2 separate regions of the Zea mays genome follow, and region 2 is linked to region 1. A link is a contact called in public Hi-C data. All regions are on one chromosome and are shown on one strand. Each heading gives the region's core, a stretch centred on a gene start, on an enhancer-like site or on the middle of the called end of the contact. The rest is flanking DNA. Distances are from core to core; before and after follow the strand shown.

Region 1 (6,349 bases), core at 2,472-4,971:
GTATAGCGGAGCGAGCCAGATGGGACGTCGGTCTTGTCCCCCGCAGCCTAAGTCAGCTTGGGGCAGGGTAATGATGGCGCCTCCTGTTGACGTGGTCGGTCTGAGCCCTGGGTTGGGCGAGGTGGAGGCTCCTCCGAGGTCGAGGTCGAGTCTGTCTTCCAAGGCCGAGGTCGAGTCCGAGCCCCTGGGTCGGGCGAGGCGGAGACCGTCGGCTGAGGCCAGGGCTGAGTCCGAGCCCTGGGGTCGGGCGAAGCGGAGTTCGTCGTCCTTCGGGGCTGAGCCCGAGTCCGAGCCCTGGGGTCGGGCGAGGCGGAGTTCGTCGTCTTCCGGGGCTGAGCCCAAGTCCAAGCCCTGGGGTCGGGCGGAGCGGAGTTCGTCGTCTTCCGGGGCTGAGCCCGAGTCCGAGCCCTGGGGTCGGGCGGAGCGGAGTTCGTCGTCTTCCGGGGCTGAGCCCGTGTCCGAGCCCTGGGGTCGGGCGGAGCGGAGTTCGTCGTCTTCCGGGGCTGAGCCCGAGTCCGAGCCCTAGGGTCGGGCGGAGCGGAGTTCGCCGTCTTCCGGGGTTGAGCCCGAGTCCGAGCCCTGGGGTCGGGCGGAGCGGAGTTCGTCGTCTTCCGGGGCTGAGCCCGAGTCCGAGCCCTGGGGTCGGGCGGAGCGGAGTTCGTCGTCTTCCGGGGCTGAGCCCGAGTCCGAGCCCTGGGGTCGGGCGAGGCGGAGTTTCCTATGGCGCCTGAGGCCGGACTTGGCTGCTGTCAGCCTCACTCTGTCGAGTGGCACAGCAGTCAGAGCAGCGCAGGCGGCGCTGTCCTCTTGTCAGGCCGGTCAGTGGAGCGGCGAAGTGACTATGGTCACTTCGGCTCTGTCAACCGGAGGGCGCGCGTCAGGATAAAGGTGTCAGGCCTCCTTTGCATTAAATGCCCCTGCGATTTGGTCGGTTGGCGTGGCGATTTGGCCAAGGTTGCTTCTTGGTGAAGACTGGGCCTCGGGCGAGCCGAAGGTGTGCCCGTTGCTGGAGGGGGTCTTCGGGCGAGACGTAGATCCTCTGGGGTCGGCTGCCCTTGCCCGAGGCTGGGCTCGGGCGAGGCGTGATCGCGTCCCTCGAATGGACCGACCTTTGACTTAATCGCACCCATCAGGCCTTTGCAGCTTTGTGCTGATGGGGGTTACCAGCTGAGATTTAGGAGTCTTGAGGGTACCCCTAATTATGGTCCCCGACAACGATGTAGGTAGGTTTGAACAAAGTTTTACTTTGCTTTTGTGATATCTGGATTAGACAACCTATGATGTAGGTTAGGTTGTTGTTTACAGACGAGGTAGTCTAAGGTATTAATTTAGGGTAAGATATGTTTACAGAATTAGGGCCTAATTTATGTCGCTAACATTATCTAACTTATTTAAGTAACTCAATTTGGATTAGATCATGTTAGATTAGGTGGGATCTAGATCAGATTGGTATAACTGGATAAGATCCATTTATTTTAGGCTAGATCATGGTTGTTACTGTAGAGTGGGATATGTATGCCTATTAGAACAAGATAAATCCATAAGGATAAGGTAGAATCTTTTGAGGTCAGTTAGATCTATTAGGGTGACATTTTTTTCAAGATAAGATGAATCTACTAAGGTAATAGAGTATCTTTTAAGATAAGATGGATCTATGAGTGTAGGATAGAATCTTTTAAGATGAGATGGATATTGTTTAGGCTAGATACTTTAATGAGGGATAATCTAGTTTGTCTAATTATTTTTATAAGCATTTTTTTTCTATATACATATGAAGATGTAATTGTGGACATTACTCCACAACTCATCACCCTCAATCAAAGCTGACACGGTAAGCTGATAAAAAAATGAATATATACACAAGTGACTCGAAAGCACATCACCCTGGTACATTCGTACTACTACTTGTTACAGTTCTTCCCACTTCAGAGCTGACACGGTATGGGCGTGCATGCAGGATACGAATGCTAGTTCCCGCTGATTCTGCTTTGCTCGCGCCCCGCGGGCAACAGCCCAACTGCAACTGCCAGCAGCCGCTGCACCACAGCAGAAACCAACTACGAGAGTGGCAAACGACAAACAAACATCACTTCGTCACCAAACAATAATGCACGAGCACGACCCCCCCTACACGGACACCAACAGCAATTGATGGGCAAGGACAATAATGGTGGCAGGAGCGACAGCGACGACATCAAGCGGCGCCCGGTGTGTCCTGGCTGGAGGCCCAGACGATGTCCTTGAGCGCCGGCCGGAGCTCCTCGCTACAGAACGACCGGTACTCCATCGTGTCGCCGCCGTCCTTCTTCACGTCCACCAGGAGCACCGACGGCGCCACGCTGAAGATCTCCGCGGCCACTGCCAGCCGCGCCCCCGAGCGCCCGCGCGACACGGCCTCCAAACGAACGCCCCGCGAGCCGCTCTTTGTCACGCGCATGTTGGCTCCGCGGCCGGTGACCAGCGACTCCAGACGGGAGACCACGCTGCTGGCGGCCTCGCGCGTCACGAAACGGATGCCGCCCGCGCTAGACCTCCCTACGCCGCCGCCACGGCCCTGGTCGAAGAGCGGGGACAGGTCGAAGCCCTCCGAGAAAGAGATGAGGTGGAACGCGTTCAGCACCTCGGGCTCTTCCTTGTCAGAGGTGGCGCGGCGCGCGTCCGGGGTTGGCTCCTTGAGGTTGAGCGGCGGCAGGACGGGCAACGGCTTCCGGTACCACGGCGTCTCGACGAGGCGAGCGACGGTGATGCGCGTGCTCGGGTCGGGGTCGAGCAGCTCGCCGATGAGCTTCCGGGCGTCCGCTGAGACCCACGGCGGGCAGAGGAACTCGCCGCGCTGCATCTTCCGGTACATGACCATGAGGTTGTCCTCGTGGAATGGCAAGCTGCCAACGAGGAGCACGTAGAGGATGACGCCACAGGACCAGAGGTCCGCCTTGGCGCCGTCGTAGCCCTTCCCGCCGAGCACCTCGGGGGCGACGTATGACGGCGTGCCACAGGCGGTATGGAGCAGCCCGTCGGAGCGCGCGTGCCCGGCGAGCGCGCTGAGCCCAAAGTCCGCCACTTTGAGGTTGCCTACCTCGTCGAGGAGCAGGTTCTCGAGCTTCAGGTCTCGGTGGAACACCCCGCGGCCGTGGCAGAAGTCGACCGCGGCGACGAGCTGCCGGAAGTAACAGCGCGCCACGTCCTCCCGGACCCGCCCCGCGCGCGCGATGCGGGAGAAGAGCTCCCCGCCGCGGACGAGCTCGAGCGCGAGGTAGATCTTGGAGCGGGTGGCCATCACCTCGTGCAGCTCCACGATGTTGGGGTGGGACACCATCTTCATGACGGCGATCTCCCGCTTGATCTGCTCCGCCATGCCCGCGCGCTCCAGCTTGTCCTTGGCCACCACCTTGACCGCGACGCTGCGGCCCGTGCGCAGGTCCCGCGCCGCGTGCACCCGCCCGAAGTTGCCGTGCCCCAGCACCCGCCCCAGCTCGTACCGCCCCTGCAGCACGCTCTTCCCGTCCGCCGCCATCGCATCCTCCATTGCCGCCCACCTCCTTCCTTTCTTCGATGTTCCTTCTTCGACAGAGTTGGCCTGACCTGACTTTACCTGAAAACCCGGCGACGAGACCGATGAACCTACCCGTCCTCGACGTGCTTGCGGTGGCAGTTGCGGCCACTGCGCAGGTTGCGCTTTCCGGCAAGGTCAGACATTTCTCAGCATTCCTGTAGCAACGAGGCTGCACTTTGTGGCTTGCGGGTGTCGGACTGTCAGGGTCTTTTCTGGCGAGCTCAGACGCTCCCTCACACGACACAGGCGCCGGGCTTTATGGTGGCGCATGGGTATCTTGGGTAGCGCCATTACCCATTAGCCATCCGCCATGGATTGGGATTTGGGAGATGTGGTCGCGGCGACGGCAGCTGCGCGTGGGCCGGAATGATTACTGGGCCCATTTCTTAATCCATTATTAGCGGATCTTAAGTCGATTATCATTTTCAAATGCACGGCAGCGGCCAGCCAACTTGGCCGTGGCTGCGTGGTCTAATGGACTTCGTTTCTCGACATGAGGCCGTAGTAAAGGTTTATGTTACCTACTTTTCTCTACTTTTATCGCTTGATCTCTCTCTGTATATCTTTTTCCATTACTTGATAAATACTCATGCGTTACATTGAAAAAATAATGCCACGATGATAAGATATTACAATAGCGTTGTTTTTAGAACATCAATTTTACATATAACATCCACCTATTAAATGACTCATGTGCCAGCGACCGATCTAGGATTTAAATTACCTATGATGAAGCTCTCAAAATTTAAATCTTACATATATAACGAGCATGATGAAATATGTCCATACGGACATCGCTAAATTAAAAAAAATCTGGTGACGTATCTTATAAACGATGCTACATTTGACTATGAGATTTGGTCAATTGCATCCTTTGATTTTTTTTTCGTTATAGCTTGGGATCGCTTCATAATTGTTTCATCAAGTCATCTAAATACCACTCTCTCGGTATAGCAAATCATCGAGTAATTGAGCCATCCATCGCCTATCTTATTGCACAAAACGGTCTTGATTATATTCCTAGCTGAAAATGCTCTCTCTACATATGTTATTGTCACTAGTAAGACTCGATGAGGCGGTAGACCAATGAAAATGCTACATGTCTTTCAACTTTAACCATTTTAATAGCTAAACTTTCGAGATCATGGCAACTAATAGAGTCATACACTCTTCTTACAAGAAGCAAAAATGTCTCAAGTTGATTCTTTATAGTTGCATGGTGCCTTTCTTCACCAAAACTCTAAAAACCCATGGTCTCATGTACATAATTAAAAAGCAGGAAGACCATAGTGTCGTGGTTTCGGAAACTGGGGACACATTAAAATTTGTGTTCCGCGGGGGAGGCTAGCACGGACTCGCTCCGAATGGTGAATCGTGTGACTCGAGGGGGTTTATACTAGTTTAGGTTAGCACCCTACGTCTAGTGTAGTGTTGGTCCTTTGTATTGCTCTTGGTTGCGTGTTATAATGATCTCCATATTGAAAAGCCGGTGACTTACATCAGGTTTAGTTCATATGTTTTTGGTTCGTCAACCTTCACCAAAAGGCAGGGGGGCATATGTTGAAAACTAAAAAGAGCCTCGCGGACGGTCCGACCCAGAGGTCGGACGGTCCGCGGTCCAGACAATCCACGGTGGTGGCGCGGACGGTCCGCGTTTGCGCAGAGTTAGTTAGGGTTCCTAGTTTCTCGTGGGGTTTGTTACCTAAAACCGCGGGATTAGATCGGGAAACAGTTTGAAACGGATCCAGACCTCCCTCTTTATTTAAATGAAGGGCTACGACCGATTGAACCCCCAACAATCGATCAAATCAAGTCTATTTCTCGTTTTTACCTTATGCATTAGGAGTAGCTCTAGTTTAGTTCTAGTTTAGTATTCCAATCCCCAAATTCTCCGCTTCTCTTCGGCTCTATGTTGATTAGAGGAGTCTAGGTCGGCCTGCCGAGCTTAGACAACTCCTAGGATCTCTCCTCCCCGACGGGGGTCCCTCCCCGGAGCGAGATCTAGGCGCCGCCGGTGACCTTCGTCGCCCCCTGCGCACGCGCGGATGTGAATCATCTAGGCCCCTTTGGTAATGTTTTGGTAATTAATGACAACTACTTGTGGACTAACGATTCTTGGAGAAATTAGAATGCAGGGTTGGACCACATAGAACAGGAAATGTTGAAGAGTCATACGCATTGGTTGTGGATCAGATGAAGGCAAAGGTATAATATAGGTTTTACTTTTGCCGGTCTTGAGGAGTTTAGAGAAGATACTTGACCGGATTAGTAGGCTAGATAGCCGTACTATTAAGAGGGGTCAATGACTTAGATCTGTGTAAAACTTAGTGCCTCATAGAGCATCAAGTAGTTGCATTTGCATAAGGACTAACAGCGCTTCTCATTTCGTGAGTTAAAAGTTCATTCAAAAGCTTGTTTGAAATTTGAGAAGTCTTGGTCGCGCGGACTGTCCGACCCTTGGGGGCGGACCGTCCGCGATCCTCCAGAGGGTCCGAGGTTTGACCATTTGTGTTGACTCTGTGTTCTTTTGCACTGCGGACCGTCCGGGCCTTAGGGCCGGACCGTCCGCAGTCCTGACCAGAGGAAGGTGGCTTCGGGTCAGTCCCTGAATTATAGGCGGACGGTCCGCCTGTGAGGCGCGGACGGTCCGCATGTGTCTAACTCGTTTTTGGACAGGGACTGTGTGTTTTTATAGATTTGTACTACGGACGGTCCGGGGGACCAGTCCGGACAGTACTGTCTCAGGTCGCGGACGGTCCGGGATTTATAGCCGGACGGTCCGCGTGTGTTAACTCC
Region 2 (6,469 bases), core at 1,890-4,389, 150 kb before region 1:
TCCACTCGGATCACCCGTTAGCAGCTCACTGGAAACACCATGTTCGGCGCCCTTCGAGGGCAACATGGCGCTTTCCCCCCTTCCTCCTTGCGGAAAGGCGACGAAGGGGCGTATGATAAAAGTCGAGACAGTCCTTGATCGTCCTCCTGCTCCATGCAGAGGCTCGAGGGCTTCTCTCGCAACCCGGCTATGGCCAAATCGTTGACAGCGTCAACAAAACCAGCTCAGAAACCCGAGACCTGACCATGCACCCGGGCCACAATCACGTCGCATGAGGGAACAACCAGGCCGACTGAGGCATCACGAAAGGCATTAAGACCTCAGAGGAGTCAAACCACTCCTCCGAGGCCTCGGGGGCTACACCCGGCGGGTGCGCTCGCGCGCACCCGCCGGAACAAAATATAACCGAGAAAGGCCGATCCCCTCACAAAAAAGTGCGGCAAAGCCTCTAAGCGAGTACCATCACTCCCTTCGAGGCTCGGGGGCTACTGTCGGGTACCGTAATTAGGGGTACCCCCAACTCTCCTAAACACGGCTGGTAACCACCATCAGCACAAACCGCAAAGACTGATGGGCGCGGTTCAGGTCAAAGCCTCGTCTACCAAGGGACGCAAACTCGCCTCGCCCGAGACCGACCTCGGGCGGGAACAGTAGTCCTGGACGAATTCACGCCTCGCCCGAGGGCCTCCTCAGGCAGTGGGCGCACCCTCGGCTCGCCCGAGGCCCAGCTCGGGCAGGCTTCATCGAGAAGCAACCTTGGCCAAATCGCCTCACCAACCGACCGTATCGCAGGCGCATTCAATGCAGGGATCGCCTGACACCTTATCCTGACACGCGTGCCTCAGTCGGCAAGGTCGAAGTGACCGCAGTCGCTTCGCCCTTTCACTGACCGACCTGACAGGAAAACAACGCCGCTCGCCCCGCTCCGACTGTTGTGCCACCCACCAGGGTGAGACTGACAACAGCCAAGTCTGGCCTTGGGCGCAACGGGAAGCTCCGCCTCGCCCAACCTCGGCCTCGGAAGGAGGTCTCCGCCTCGCCCGACCCCAGGGCTCAGCCTCAAGCTCGGCCTCGGAAGGAGGTCTCCGCCTCGCCCGACCCCAGGGCTCGGCCTCGGGAGGAATCGCGTCCTCGCTCGATCCCGGCATCGGCCTCAGGAGAAACCTCCGCCTCGCCCGACCTTGGGCTCGGACCAACCGCGCCACGGGGGATACATCATTACCCTACCCCCAGCTAGCTCAGGCTACGAGGGAACAAGACCGGCGTCCCATCTGGCTCGCCCCGGAAACAATAATGATGGCTCCCCGCGTGCGTCCATGACGACGGTGGTTCTCAGCCCCCTACGGAAGCAAGGAGACGTCAGCAGGATCCCAGCAGCACCGACAGCTGTGCTTCTACAAGGCTCAGGCACTTCTCCGACGGCCACGTTACCACGTACACAGGGCTCTAGCACCTATTCGACAACCACGTTGGCATGTACACAGGGCTCAGGCACCTCTCTGCCAGACACGTTAGCGCATAGCTACACCCCCTATTGTACACCTGGACCCTCTCCTTGCATCTATAAAAGGGAGGTCCAGGGCCTTCATGCGAGAGGGGTCGCGCGGGGGAACGAGCTAACGAACAGGCTCACTCTCTCTCGCGCGAACGCTTGTAACCCCTACTACGAGCACATCCCCCTGGTGCGAGATAATACGAGCCGCGTTTCTCCCTTGTGTTCCATCTCGCGCCAACCCATCTGGGCAGGGACACGCAGCGACAAATTTACTCGTCGGTCCAGGGACCCCCCGGGTCCGAAACGCCGACAATAATGAATGTAAACTGTTGTCTCATTCACATATGTATTTCATAATGTACACATGAACATTAACAAAATTTACATTACATTGATACCTTTGGCTTGTTCGAAGGTGCTGACGTGAGAACGATTACAATCCAGCGTGAACAGTACAATGCTACTGTTCATCTATTTATAGGCACGGGACGCAAACCGAGTAAAAGTACATTTGTGTTCTCAATATTTATTCACAACTATAACATAAATCATTAGAGACTGGCTAGTCTTTTTCTCTTCGGGCTAGCATCATGTTTGATCTTCAACACCGTATTAAGCCGAAGATGTTACTCTTCGTCTATAGCTTCAACGTTCACTATTATCGTCTTTGAGCTATATCTTCGACTTGTACACCTTTGCCCTAGGAGAAAACTTATATCCTGAAGCCGAAGCTCTCTGTAATAATCCATGTTATGCTGAAATCAGATGGTTAGTCATGTTTCTTTAGGATCTTCGGAAGAGGAAGACCCCCAACAAATATCATGTGATCAAAATCAACAACTAAAAATGCAAATGGGTTATTTGTCTAGTTTTATAAAGCCCAGAGAGTTAAACAACCGATTTTTAAGGTAAATGGGTGAAGTAGATTACACTCTAAAGGTTTAAGGATCATCTATACTTTTTCCCAAATAAAATACAAATGAAACGTTAACTTTAATAAAACTACGATGAAATTCTTATAGGGTGTTTGGTTTGAGAAATAAGTTAGTCCATCATCTACTCACTACTTACTTTTTTGTTTGGTTTGTGGAATAGATTAAGTTGATCCATCATCACCTCATTTCTTATAGCTAGTTAGTTACTATTAACATGAAGAATAAGTTTATCCCACCAAACTTAAGAAATGGACTTATGATACATTATTTTATTTTGATAGAGTGATTCCTCAAACTAAACAACTCGTTACTCAGCGGACCCAACGAGTTACATGGAGATGAGAAAAAGCGTGGGATCAAGAGACGATCATCAGTGAGACCAGATATCGTACTGATGAGCCTTGCGACACCGACACATGGTAGCCGGAATTCGTGGATGTGGTTGTGCAGACAGCAGACGAGATCCACATCCATGCCCCCTCTCCAGGCTTCTGACTTCTCTGACGGTGTGTGTGGTGGCAGTGAGCCGTCGTGCACAGACCTGAAGGCCGTGTCTCTCTTTCTTCACGGGACGCTGAGACCTGCCTGAAGGCCCCCGGCCAGCGCGTCTGGACGTGACCGCAACACGCGGTGCAACCCCCACCGCGCGCGCCTTTGCGGCGGCGGCGGCACATGTTCTGGCCGCAGAGGATCACTCGCGCCGAAGAGAGGGGTGGCCATCGATCCTGACGTCAGTATCCTATCAGGAGCGAACACGTAGATTCCCGGGGCCCACGGAGCATGCATATGCATCCGAGTACACGATGCAATAGCGGCCGGCTGGCCATCGGATCCGATTAGGTTTTCCTTGCCTTTTCTGGCGTAGTATGCGTTTGGCAGCAATAGTAGTGAGTCCTGATCCAGAAGGCGCGCGCAACGGGACCAGGTTTTATTCCTGCGTTCGCGGCAAGTGCGGATGATTATTCTCTGGTTCTGCAAGCCCCCTGCCGCCGCCGCGAGAGGATTGGATCAACGAGGGCGAATGCAACGTCAGTCCACACCCATATGATTCTCTCTGTAAAGCTTTGGCGACAGCCCAGCAAAATCATGCAGTGAACGAACCTCACTTTTAGTCATTAATAAAGATCGGCGATTTTTTTTCTGGCCGGTGATGGTTCTAGGATTCAGGACTGGGGTATTTTCAAACCAAAGCTGTCGAGCTACCATTGGCTGCATGCTACCGTCATGCCCTTTCCCTCCTCCGGGTTCCTATATTTTAGTTGTCCTTTAAAACAACGACACAGACTTCGAAAATATAACTTTGGTTAATATTTTTTATTAAAATACAAATAAAATTTTAATATATTTATATTTTTATAAAAATACTTATTATCATATAAATATTAAGTTTCAAAACTAAATAACAAAATAGTTATTTCTAGTCAAAATTTTATAAGTTTGACTTAAACCTTGTCCAAAACGAAAACTAATAGGAAATCGGAGGGAGTATATGTATAAGGCACTACCGGACACAGCTGAGCTTGAGTGTTACACTCGGCAAAGAAGTTTTGGTAAACTGTACATCGACAACGACCGTCAGCTGTAGATGGCTCCTGACGTCACCTTGGTGAGCGTCGCGTCTCATCGAGAGTTTGACACTCGGCAATGGGGTCTTTGTCGATCGAGTGTATTTCTATGTGGAGTGTCTCACGCTCGGTAAACGAGGTCGTTGTCGAGAGTCTTAATTCGTCGAGTGTGGCACTCGACAAAGAATGCTTTGACTAGTGTCCGACAAAATGCACTCGGTAAAGAGCCGGATTCCGGTAGTGAGGGCATGTATAGTGGAGAGACACCAAAATGGTTCTTCAAGCACAAGTGACAACTAAGGGACTATTATACAATAGATTGTCTATAATTACAGTCTATTAATAAATACATAAGTAAATGTGTATATAGAGCATCGAATCAACATAACAAACGATGTATTCATACAAGAGAAGTGAAGACGTCTGTTACTACTTAAGTTACGAGCTAGAGACATCTCTTTATTGAGATGTGACTCTATTTTTTTTGCAAATATCCTTTTTAGACACCTCAAAAGCCTCTATATTAACATCATTGTATATGCTCATATCATTGAGTTGGTAGCCTGGTAGTCGCGACCTATGTTCTGCACTATAGATAGCACTGTTTACGGTGGGATTTGAAATAGGTGGGATAGGAAATGAGACAGGAGAACGACTAGAGATATATATAGCCTTACAATTTGGAAGAGGTGAGAGGATTAGGGGCGGGCGAGATGTGGCAGACAGACGGGATGCCACTATCATGCATTTCCACCCTGGGGAAGGATACATAAAGTGTGGGATAGGATTGGACCGGCAAACTGTGGTTTTTGATAGACCAATGACAATAGACGGATAGAAAAGAAGCCCAACTAACACCATGCATGCGTGTGTATACCTTGTATATCATCAAAATTAATTGTTGGATATTCCCAGGCATACATACTGGAGTTATGACTTGTGGTGCCCTATTAGCATGTCTAAATTTGGTTGTTTATATGTAGCTTATATCAAGACTTTACGGTGTAATTTTCTCGTTTTGGGTTGTCCGTGGAGGTTGTTATGTACATAGATGTCAATGGGACTGGACACCCGCTAACCTATAAGAAATTTTCTTATTAGGCTTAGGGAATAGTACAAAAATAATCCTCATGGATATAAATATAGGATAAAATTCTCATCCATTGGGTAAGCGAGTATGGGAATGGGAAGCAATCACCCAAACCCGATTACCCATGGATAATATTCACCCAGTAAAATTAGGTGTACAACCTAACAGGCAATAAGTACAACAACTAACCCTATCTCTCCCAACCCTTTTAAGAACCCATCCACCCAAACCTAGGCGGCGAGCCACCAGTCGTCTGCCCACCAGTCCATGTGTCACTTTGTGTTTTGCTGTTTTGTATGGTTAAATAATGTTTTTTCTTGTTACATGTTAGATTTATTGGTGATGTATTACCGAGACGTCAGACCATTTATGCTATTGTATATACGTGACTAGTGTGTAGATCTGGGTTGGTTTGAGATTAGGAAAGTAGTGCTGTAAAATTGCGATAAATGTGGGACAGTTACCGCTTTATTCTCAACGTTGAGTAAAAGATGCGTAAGATTTGTGGTAGTTGCAGTATATCTTGCTTTGTCTGTTTTAGCGTAAAACTGATACAAAAGAAGCGTAAGATTGTGTATAATTTAGCGTAAACTACAGTTGACTTTATAATAGGTAAGAGGTCCACTATTCGGGGCGTAAAAGTCACACACAATTTGGAATAGTTGTTGTGTATCTCGCTTCACACAAGGTTGTCGTAAAACGCATAAAAGTATCATAAATTGGCATAAAATGCATCAAGAATTTCGTAAATTGACGTAAAACGCATCAAGAATTTCATAAATTGACGTAAAATGCATCAAGAGGTGTTTTGAGGTAATAAAACACAACTAAATGTGTCGTAACTTTCGTTGGAGTATTTTGTGTAAATGTTATCATTTTCTACAACCTTAATAGCAATCTTGTAGAACAGATGGCAGAGTTGCATAACGTCCTGGAATGGAAGATTCTGTGTCATTATCAAAATTAAACCCAAATAGTTTCATCCATCACTGTGGGTACACCTCCAACATTTGAGATGACTTCTAATGGGAATTCTGGCTCTTCTTCCGCCTTTTCTTCTGGCTTAGCTGCAATCTGGAAAAAAACAAAATCTCTTATGCAAGAGAAGCCTTGATTTGGTGACTAATTAAGCATGCGATCAATGTAGCTTGGACACTAGTAAACTAGACAAAAATAATAATATTTGTGACTCAAGAATCAGTTGACTATTGAAAATTCACATAAAACTAGTCCAAGGTGGATAGAAGCTACCAATATTTTTGTTTTAGGACAAGATAGTGCCCACTGTATGTGTTGATGCAAGGTGTTGCAATCTTGTGCAAGTATGACATGTGCAATGACTGAGCAGGTTATAACCTGAACTTAGTATAATCTAGTGACACAA

What was found. A called contact is a pair of places that touch in the nucleus more often than the background predicts.
Region 2: a contact with region 1 is called in a Hi-C map of tassel, with 3 times the contacts expected there. The contact joins the enhancer-like site here to the promoter of LOC100191755 in region 1. A contact is called at or near these places in 3 of 25 Hi-C or Micro-C datasets (ear, root tip and tassel) and 1 of 3 datasets of contacts at active chromatin or transcription factors (leaf).

The regions. Positions count from the first base shown.
Region 1 is chr7:120,460,300-120,466,648 of Zm-B73-REFERENCE-NAM-5.0, reverse strand. LOC100191755 reads right to left here and starts at 3,721. Exons shown (of 1, transcript NM_001137182.1): 1 at 1,839-3,721. The coding sequence starts at 3,526. The coding sequence ends at 2,195.
Region 2 is chr7:120,606,536-120,613,004 of Zm-B73-REFERENCE-NAM-5.0, reverse strand. No RefSeq gene overlaps it. Among protein-coding and RNA genes, the nearest start is that of LOC103632762, 19 kb to the left of the region's middle. Within about 2 kb of position 3,139, at least 18 of the 20 cell types and tissues checked have an H3K27ac peak or open chromatin away from gene starts, as enhancers often do. A contact at or near this core is called in ear, leaf, root tip and 1 more, where this site is marked.